Regions from separate parts of the Mus musculus genome. Here region 2 is linked to region 1. The links are chromatin contacts, called in public HiChIP or PLAC-seq maps. All regions are on one chromosome and are shown on one strand. Each heading gives the region's core, a stretch centred on a gene start, on an enhancer-like site or on the middle of the called end of the contact. The rest is flanking DNA. Distances are from core to core; before and after follow the strand shown.

Region 1 (4,691 bases), core at 193-2,692:
CAGGCACATAGTAGGCAGTCAGGAATATTTGATGAATGGAGTGTTTTGTTTTGTTTTGTTTTTGGCGCAAAAGAGGTTCAGGTTTAAGTGGCATATAAATAGATTAAGGTAATTTAATTTTGTAAAGATCATGGGAGAAAGCAGCACTGTAATAAGAACTCATTAATTTCCAGGCTTGACAGTTTTCATTGTCATATTCTGCTAAATATGCATCACCATTAAGTTGGGGATTTAAGACAAAATTTGATTAGGAGAGTTAACTTTTTAATAAAAAGTCTAAAAAAATTTTGAAGTATTACAAATTTTATTTCATTTTATTTTAGAAGTTCCATGAGATACTCTGAAAGCTCTAGAACTTAGGAAATGTCTGAAGTAAAATGTATCAAAGTAAAACTTTTTCAGAATCTACAGGAGAAAAAGAATACATATTAAATTATAAGTAGGGTTGTTATTGCCAGTGTGGGCCAACCAGAGGGTAAATGCTAGCCAGTGTAAGTGGGCAGGTAGGATGGCTCAGTAGGTAAAAGCTGTTTGCTGCCAGTCCTCAGGACCTTCAGGACCTACACGGTGGAAGGAGAGGATCGGTTTTCAAAAGTTGTCCTCTGATGTCTACAAGGGATACACATACCATACACACAGACACACACAGACACACAGACACACAGACACACACACACACACACACAGACACACAGTCACACAAATGAACACTAACTTTTAAAAAATGCTTTAAATCAGCTATTTGCTGAGAATCTCAGAAGTATACCTGTAACTTAATGTTGAATTAAACTATATTAAATATAGTTTATAAAGTCTTCCTCAATGTTACACTGTCAGAAGAAAGTGATGACATTTAGTTTCAAATCAAATTAACTTTTATTAATAAATTAAAAGAATCTGATTTTGCCTGAAGTAGACTAGACGGTAGACTGGAAGGAGGCACATTGTCACTCAGCTGAGTTTCTCTTGTGCCTTTCACTGCTGTCTTCTCTTTAGCGGTGAGTGCTCTGGTAGCTCTTAAGTGCTAAATCTGTACCTACCTGTCAGGTTGTGGCTTAGGCGTTGAGATCACCTCAATCAACTTAGCCATGATTTTCCCTGAGTGTAGAAGAAAATGACATGGAAAGAGCAAGCCTTGTGAGTTTTGGAAGCTTTTATTGTCCCCACCGTAATTGCTCATTTGTTGTAATCACCATCAGTCAGTTTTCAGATTGTCCCTTGGCAGTGACTCAGTAGCTACCACAGACTGCAGAAGGTCACCTGGACTCTCTGCACAAAGTGACCCCTGATTTAAAAGCCTGAAAGATCAGAAAGTCAGTGCAAAATAGTAAGACCTGGCAAGAATTTATTTAAAATCCCCAGGGCTTCATGATGAACACAGGAGGGGACCCCAAAAGGCATCATCTTTTTCTTGCAATTCCTCATGGGACCTCAGTTGTCAGAAGTTTTTTTGAAGTCCCTTTATGGTCACCAGAAGCCATCAAAGACAAAAGTTACAACACATTTTAAAGCTGATGAGCATTTATGTGTGACTTTGGAGTTGGACACTTCATTTTATGAAGCAGAGTGACTGTTCTGGGATGAGCAGAGGAGGTCAGCTTTAAAGCACTAAAGGGCTCAAAAAGGCCAAAGCAACAAAAAAGCGATGATTGTTACTTCCTGGGATTAGAGCAGAAGGGACTTCTTTGAGTGGTTCTGGTTGGCTGGACACTACTGCTGTTTTGGAAACTGGCCCATCAAAGTTAGTTGGGTTACTTAGCACTTGTGACTTCATTCTAGACATATCTCATCTGCTGGGGCCCGGGCAGAGGCTAGTCCAAAAAACAATGACATTTCATGACCTTGTTTAACAGCAGTGACTTGTCTGTTTTCTTATAACTCTGCCTGGTGCTTACTCTCTCTCTAGAACCTTTTTCCCCCTTCAAAATCAGAACCAAAACTGGGCATAGTGGTACACACCCTTAATCTTAATCCTCTGATGGTGGTGGCAGAGGACAGCCTTGACTACATAGTGACTTTGAGTCCAGTTTAACTTTGAGATCTTGTCTCAAAGCAACAAACAAGAAAACTGTAATCAAATTGCTTATTAGATAGCAAAACTTTGTGCTGACTTCATAACACATTTAGAGGGTGCCTTTTCCCAAATTGCTCTAAGTATTTAGCTATAGCTTCTTTAGTGTAATTTTGTGAATATCTTTGAACTTTGTACAGTTGAAGCATCAGAGTTTTTGCATATGGCCATAGTTTCTTAATTATTTGTGTGTGTTGGTTTTATCTAATAGATAAAAGTTTTTTCTTTTTTTGAGTTCTGTGTCTGAAAATTGAATCTCTAATTCCACCAGTAGTGTGTGTGCGTGTGTGTGTGAGTGTGTGTGTGTGTGTGTGTGTGTGTGTGTGTGTGTGTGTGAGAGAGAGAGAGAGAGAGAGAGAGAGAGAGAGAGCGCAAGTGAGCTGGGGTTGTATCTAGAGCTTTGTACATGCTAGGCAAATGCACTACTATAACTATGATCCCTTATATTTTTATTGGAACTTTAATTTTCTTGATAAGGGTATCTATAAAGATTCTTTACATAAAGTTATGGTAATTGAATTGAGATCAAGACTGAGTTATTAAAGACAGTGATTTCAAATCTTTCTTGAATTGATGTTAACAAAAACTTGCTGATTTGAAATCACTGCCTTACTCAACCACTACTTTTAACTTGATATTCTCTATTTTAAAATAATGAATATTATTCAGTTTTGGGGCCTGCTAACATTTTAGAAGAATAATAGGGAATTTTGAATTGGTAACTAAAAAGTATCTTCACAATATTATTTTATTTATTTATTTATTTAATTTATTTATTTTTACTTAGGCCATTAGACCAGAATGACTTGAGTTCTTTAGGTTCCTGTATAAGCAAACAACTCGTCTTTAAACCAGTAAACTAGTAGCTTTACCAATCACAAACTTTCGGCCAACTCTTATTCAGATCTTACTACTGTAAAAGCTCAGGCCCAGGCTTTAGTAGTAAAGCTCTCTGGATCGGTTGTGTTTTCAAATATAGCCTGATTCTTGAGTTGTTCTTTGCTCACAAACTGGTAATTTTGTCTTAAAGATTCTCCTTTTTTCTAAACAATAAAGAGAACATGAATTCTGTCAACTGAATATAAGAATTTAGCAGTGAAAATTATCTCTAAGGCTTTCACTATCATTTTGGACATGCAAGGTCTTTTAAAACACTATCTTTAGCTTTTAATATATTCTAGTTAAATTTGACAATATATTTGTTTGTAAAGTGTCAGGGTCACAAAAGTTGCTCAGTAGATTTTAGTTTCCTTAATATATGTTTTCATTCTTCAGGGTCATGGTCCACAAATTGATTATTATACAGTCTGTTGAGCTTTAAAAAACCTGCAGGTACCTATGACATATATGTATACATATATAAGTATACAAGATTTTGTTTATATTTTCATTGCATTTCCACTTTGAGATATAATTACTGCATTAAAAGATTTTATTATTTTTGAGATTTTTATATTCATAGATGTAGGTCACCTTTAGAAAAGAGTGTGAACCCACAGATTTTCCTCACATTTTCTTTGTGAGGAAAATCACATTTTTTTGAACACTGGGTATTCTTGGACTTTTACTATTCTCATTTGACAGAAAACATTTATTTGTATTTTTGTGGTGTGTGTGTAAAATAAAAACTGGATGGAGAATCCAAAGATACATTCAATTGTTTTTGTATCATTTGTTGAAAAGGCTGTCTTTTGATTTATTAAAAGTCTTTTGATACTTGGCGTGGTTGCTGGCTCTGGTAAATCATAGCACTTGGGAGACGGAGTTACCAGTGATCACAGTACTTCAGAGATAGAGGCAGGAGGATTACAAGTTTGAGGTAGTCTGGGTGCATATTGAATCCCTACTCATAAGTCTCTCTGGGTCTGTTGCAGGGTTTCTGTTCCATTGACCTTTTGTGTATCTTGGTGCTTTTACCATACTGGTCCCTGTGGCTTTGGAAATAATGGAGTTAAGTCATGTTAATCTATCCAACTTGTTGTTCTTTTTCAGTATGATTTTGGCTATTGTGTGGCTATTGGTCTTTTGTTCCAAATGAACCTTTTTCCTTTGCTTAGTAAAAACAGATCTGACTCTTTAAATATGCTTCTTCTGCCATAGGACTCAATGCTTAGCTTAGGCTAGAAAGAAGTGACACTACTGATAATTATTTTCCTCTTGTATCCTTTGTGCTGGCTTGCCTGTCTCTCCCCAATATTAATCCTCATGGCTTCCCCAGTAGTGTACAGCTTTTCTGCATAATGCTTTCAAGTGCAGAATCCTGCAGTGCTTAGAGGCAGATAGATGGTCCACAGTAGACAGAGACCTGATCTGGCTGTTTGTCTTTTTTTTATAGCATAGAATGTTGGTAGAACGTCAACTCCATAAAGAATGGATTTCTGTCTGTTTCTAATGGTGGGTTTCTAGGAAGTTGAGGGGAGAGCTCTAGAGCAGCTTTTCAGCCATTCAGTAGAGGGCACAGTGTTTTCTTCAGCAAGGATAGATCTCAGCCCTGGGGCAGTTAGTGGTTAGAAGAAGCTCTTACTGCAGTGTTCTGGCTCAGGTCTAGTGGGTATTGGCTTCTCCTGCAGTACAGCCCTTTTTATTTCTCATTAGTTAATTGGGTGTTTTTCCAACCCTA
Region 2 (4,853 bases), core at 1,607-4,106, 240 kb after region 1:
ACTGCCATCTGCTGGCAACATAGCTCGGGCAATTGCCCCCTCAGAACCTCCAGGTACCTTTTTATAATACACAGACTAGCCTCAAACTCGGCGAATGACCTTAAGCTTCTTGTCTCTTTCCTCTGTGTGCTGGTTAGTCTTATGTCAACTTGACATAAGCTAGAGTTATCTGAAAGGAAGGGACCTCAAGAGAGAACATGTCTCCATAGGATCCAGATGTAAGGCATTTTTCTAATAAGGGATCGATAGGGGAGAGCCCAGCCCATTGTGGGTGGTGTTATCCCCAGCTGGTGGTCCTAGCTTCCATAAGAAAGCAGGCTAAGCAAGCTATGGGGAGCAAGCCAGTAGGCAGCACCCCTCCATAGCCTCTGAATCAGCTCATACCTCCAGATTTCTGCCCTGTTTGGGTTCCTGTCCTGGCTTCCCTCAATGATGGAAGTGTAAGCCTTCTCAGCTTGCTTTTTTATCATAGTGTTTAATTGCTGCAATAGAAACCCTAGCTAAGACACTGTCTCCCAAGTGCTGAGATTGCAAACATAAGCTACCTTGCCCAGTTTGTGTAGTGCTAGGGATAGAACCCAGGGCTTTGCTTATGTTAGGCAAGCCCTCTCTCTACCAATGAGCCACAGTCCCACCCCAGCAAGTACATCACTCATGTTCCATGTTTGCCATGAATCTATTGCATCTCTGGTATATCATCCTATCTTGCATGCTAGCCATGGTTGACAGGGTAGCTCGTCCCTGTCTGGTCCTTTGCTGTTTAGAGGTAAGGAATGGGGATTATTGAGGACTTGGGGAAGTTCAGTACATCTTCAAGTAACAAAGACATTTCCTTAGACCTGCCTCTAAGAGATTAGAAGTATTCATGTTGGGTATAAGAGCTCAAAATGGACAACAAAAGTCCTGGAGAGATGACTTTGCAGTTAAGAGCACTGGTTGCTCTTCAAGAGGACCTGGGTGGACCTGGATTCAGTCTTCAGCACCCACATGGTGGCTCACAACCACCTGTAACTCAAGTTCCCGGGTATCCTACCCTTGCTTCTAGCTTGAATGGGTACTGCACTCACGTGGTACACAGGCATAGATGCAGGTAAAAGAATCATCACATAAAATAAAAATAAGTATTGAAACAGAAGAACAGTAGACAGAAATGTTAACAGGCTTGTGCCAGGCTGCTGGCATGGTCGCTGAGTCCTGTGAGACAGAAGAGGCAGAGGCTCTCGGGGCTCACGTCTTCCTTAACCTGAGCCCCCAGGCTGTGGCAAGCTCGAGTTCCCCTCTGTTTCCTTCCTGCCAGAAGCTTCCTGACTTGCAGTATCTGTTCCTCCACCTTGAGGGCCACATCTTTCCTTCTGTTTCGGCTCCTTCGTCCTCCAGGTGCTCCTCCTCCTGCAAAGCTGCTTTGGTTTTACTTGTATGACAAGTTGAATGCAAACCGTTGGGAATTACAACTTTGGGTGGAGGCCTCCAGCTTCCCCTGGTTGCCCCGAGTCTAAAGCTGTAGTCTTTGCTCTCTCGTGGGAATGTATGGGAGAAGCGCCATCACCTTGGGGCAGAAAGACAGTAACAGAATTACATTCTGGCAGAGATGCTTCCTGGTGGTTCTGACAGCTTGCGTACTGCACAGTTTAAGGTAGTCTACAAAAACAAACTCATCACTCACCCACCAAATTGTATTTGTTAAGAATGCCTGTACTTAACGTGGCTGAGGAGATGATGGATATACAGTCAGAGAATGTAAAACAGGCATCCAGAGGGGGGAAGAGCATGCGTTTTGCCATAGGACTTGAGAACCTTGGAGAAACTGCCTGGTGGAGTTGGTATTTGATATGGGCGTTGAAGGAGAGAATTTAGTTGGCAGAAATTAGGGCAGTAGGCAGAGAGAACATTGTATATCAAGGTAGGGGTGTGTGGCAAAATGGAGGGTCTGGTGCTGCATTTGGCTCTCTGGGACATAGCCAAGCTTCAGCTACTAAAAGGGGGCTTTCCACTTTGGGGGTTTTGGTGTTGACTCTGAGCGTCTTTAGAAGGGAAGTTGGCTCAGACCTGGGTGTCCACTTTAACAAATGCCCTGCCTGGGTAAGCGTGATCCTTGGACAGGTGTTTCAGAAGCAGGATGATGAGGCTGTGTAGGACAGCACAGCCAAGCAGTGGGCACATTGGGCATAACTTTGGACCTGCAGCCAAGTGGTTTGGTTTTTAAAGTGGGAGATGGCTGAAAAGTGATATAATCCTGAGCCAGGCCATGCAGGATCAGGCTGGCCCCCAGGGATAAGCTTTGTGGCTAACAAGCTGAAGGCACGGAGACTAATTACTAGTTAATTGTCACACAAGGGTACAGTGCTAGTGGGTGAGCCTGAGTATGTCACCAGGGCAAAGTTAGCAGGACCTGGTCCGTCAGTGAGCAGGGAGGAGAGCTTGGCAGGTGAACACCCAGGCAGTGCCCTCTCAGGAGCCTACCTAAAGCTGGGCCAGCCAGGCACAGGGCTCTCAAAGGTTAAGTTTCTTCTTCACAGGGGGAAGGTGAGAGAAATGTGGTTGCCTGAAGCCTGACTTCTTAGGGTACCATGCCTTCCATGAATCTTTTCTCCATGGAAGTCATTTTCTAAGTGTCTTGGAAACGCAAAACAGCGTTCCACACATCTGGAGGGCTGTTTAGTTGACAGAGTAAGCAAGGAAGTTGGATGGAGAAATACTGACATCAGGACCAAGACAAAAGACAGACCTGCTCAGGAAGTGCCTTGTTTTGGCTCAGAAACGGAAATTTCAGCCAAACCACAAGGTCAACAATGCCAACTGTAACAGCTCCAGGGTACTGGGCTCCCTTTCTGCAGTGAGCCCACATGTCACAGCTTCACCCACATCCATGATGGTTCATGCCTGGATGCCTTCAGAGTACCACTTAACAGATGCAGACATGGAAACATAGATGTAGTCATTGGCTCATTCTCACCTTTCCTGGATGGCAGGGCTGACCTTCTGTTTAAAGATAATGGGTGACTTGGTCTGCAGTGGGGCAGAATTTGAGAAGGATATGAGTACCAGGTAGCGAGAAGAGGGTCTACTCTGTCACCTCCAGTCATTCAAAACTAGGTATATAAAGTCTACAGTCTCTCTTGGCCTTCCTGTCTAAGAAGGTGGTTTGGGAGGTCAAATAGGGTGCAGAGACAGTGTTGGCAATACAAAGTGTCTGTCTTAGGGTTTCCATTGCTGTGAAGAGGCACCATGACCAAGGCGACTTGTATAAAGGACAACATTTAATTGGGGCTGGCTTACTGTTCAGAGGTTTAGTCCACTATAGTCATGGTGGGAAGCCTGGCAGCATGCAGACAGACTTGGTGCTGGAGAAGGAGCTGAGAGTTCTACATCTTGATCTTCAGGCAGCAGAAGGAGATTAAGCTCCACACTGGGCATAGCTTAAGCATATCAGACCTCAAAGCCTGCCCCCCACAGTGACACATTTCTTCTAACAAGGCCACACCTCCTAATAGTGCCTTTCCCTAAGGGCCAAGCATTCAAACATGTGAGTCTATGGTGCCAACCACAGTGTCCCAAACCACCACAGTGTCCTTCCACAGAGAGCACCCATAATGCTGTCATTTGTTCATTTAAAAAAGCAGTCTCAACAGAAAGGACTTTGCCTGCCTGTCATGTTTGGCACACATAAGGTTGCATGTTTGTTTGTACATGTGACGCTGACACCAGTGCTTGTAGTGTGAGTGTTATTGTCACTTACCCAGCATCTAGTGGGCTCATTGCATGAGCCAGGCACTATTCTAGAAGCTACTTTCGTGAGAATAATTAAAAGGCAGAGGGAGGATGATCACACAAATTCTGAGAGCCAGCTTCCTGCCTGGGGGCATCACAAAGTTGTTGGTGATAGGTCCTCGTCTGGAGAGGAAGCAGATGTGTTTAACACATGACTGTCAGTGCTTGCTTCTACCTGCAGTGAAATAACAGCAGTGACCAACAATACAAGATCCTCTCCCACAAACTCAAGACCCAGACATGGCTGGGTCAATAGACTGTCAGTTTGAAAACAAGGAAAGGACAGGAATGTCATGACACTCAGCAGGGTGTATGGATTTACTAAAGACAAACCATACAAGATGGAAACAAAGGTGCTGGCTTTGACCGGGGGCCACAAACGTATACTTGGAAGGATACTGTGGGTCAATGGGAAGTGAGTCTTACTTTAGCTTCTTTCCCCTGAATTCTAACTTAGAAAACTAGCAAGATGTGTTAGTTCTCCTCAAATTAGGAAGGAGAGGGAAAGCGCTACCCACTGGAGCTTGTTCCTCTCCAGAGAATGGTTGAGTCGCCTCCAATGCTAAGATCCTTGCATTTGAGGTGAGTTTGTCCTGGGGCTCCCAAGCCGTGGAGGAAGCATGTTTATTGATTGAGTCGTGCATTTTACAAGGGGAGAAATGGATTGTCCTGACCCTGTTTTATGGTGTGGCTGTTTAGTACAGCAGAGAATACTGTTTTGAAGCACCAGCTGCAGGCAGCCTGCAGGTCTTCGGTCACTTCAGGTGAGCAGCAGGCATTTTGATTTTCTAGACGTGACAGCACAAATGATGTGCAGCCCCCATCTTCTCTAACTCCTTGCTTCCAGCCCATCCCTGATTCAGGATGGGATCAGAGGACCATCCCATTTCTGGAGGGGAAACTCTCTTGCCTGCGTTCCTAGCCTGACCTTGCGGGTTGTTGTCGATGTCTGCCAGGCTGATTGATTACTCTTGCATTATTTGCCTGTGTACAACCAGAAATATCTAAGAGATAGAGTTCTTCTGTCCTCACCAATAGCTACCGGAAAGCCTCTGGGTGCCATGAAGTGGGCAAAGCCACCACAA

The links. HiChIP or PLAC-seq counts read pairs in DNA pulled down with a chosen protein or histone mark.
Region 2: a contact with region 1 is called in an H3K27ac HiChIP or PLAC-seq map of large pre-B cells, with 3 times the contacts expected there. The contact joins two enhancer-like sites. A contact is called at or near these places in 2 of 484 Hi-C or Micro-C datasets (large pre-B cells and pre-B cells) and 1 of 115 datasets of contacts at active chromatin or transcription factors (large pre-B cells).

Annotation. Positions count from the first base shown.
Region 1 is chr12:77,296,284-77,300,974 of GRCm38.p6, forward strand. All of the region lies in intron 2 of Fut8 (fucosyltransferase 8), which reads left to right. Among named protein-coding and RNA genes, the nearest start is that of 9530018F02Rik, 59 kb to the left of the region's middle. Within about 2 kb of position 1,443, at least 1 of the 459 cell types and tissues checked has an H3K27ac peak or open chromatin away from gene starts, as enhancers often do.
Region 2 is chr12:77,531,490-77,536,342 of GRCm38.p6, forward strand. No RefSeq gene overlaps it. Among named protein-coding and RNA genes, the nearest start is that of Gm35240, 20 kb to the right of the region's middle. Within about 2 kb of position 2,857, at least 43 of the 459 cell types and tissues checked have an H3K27ac peak or open chromatin away from gene starts, as enhancers often do.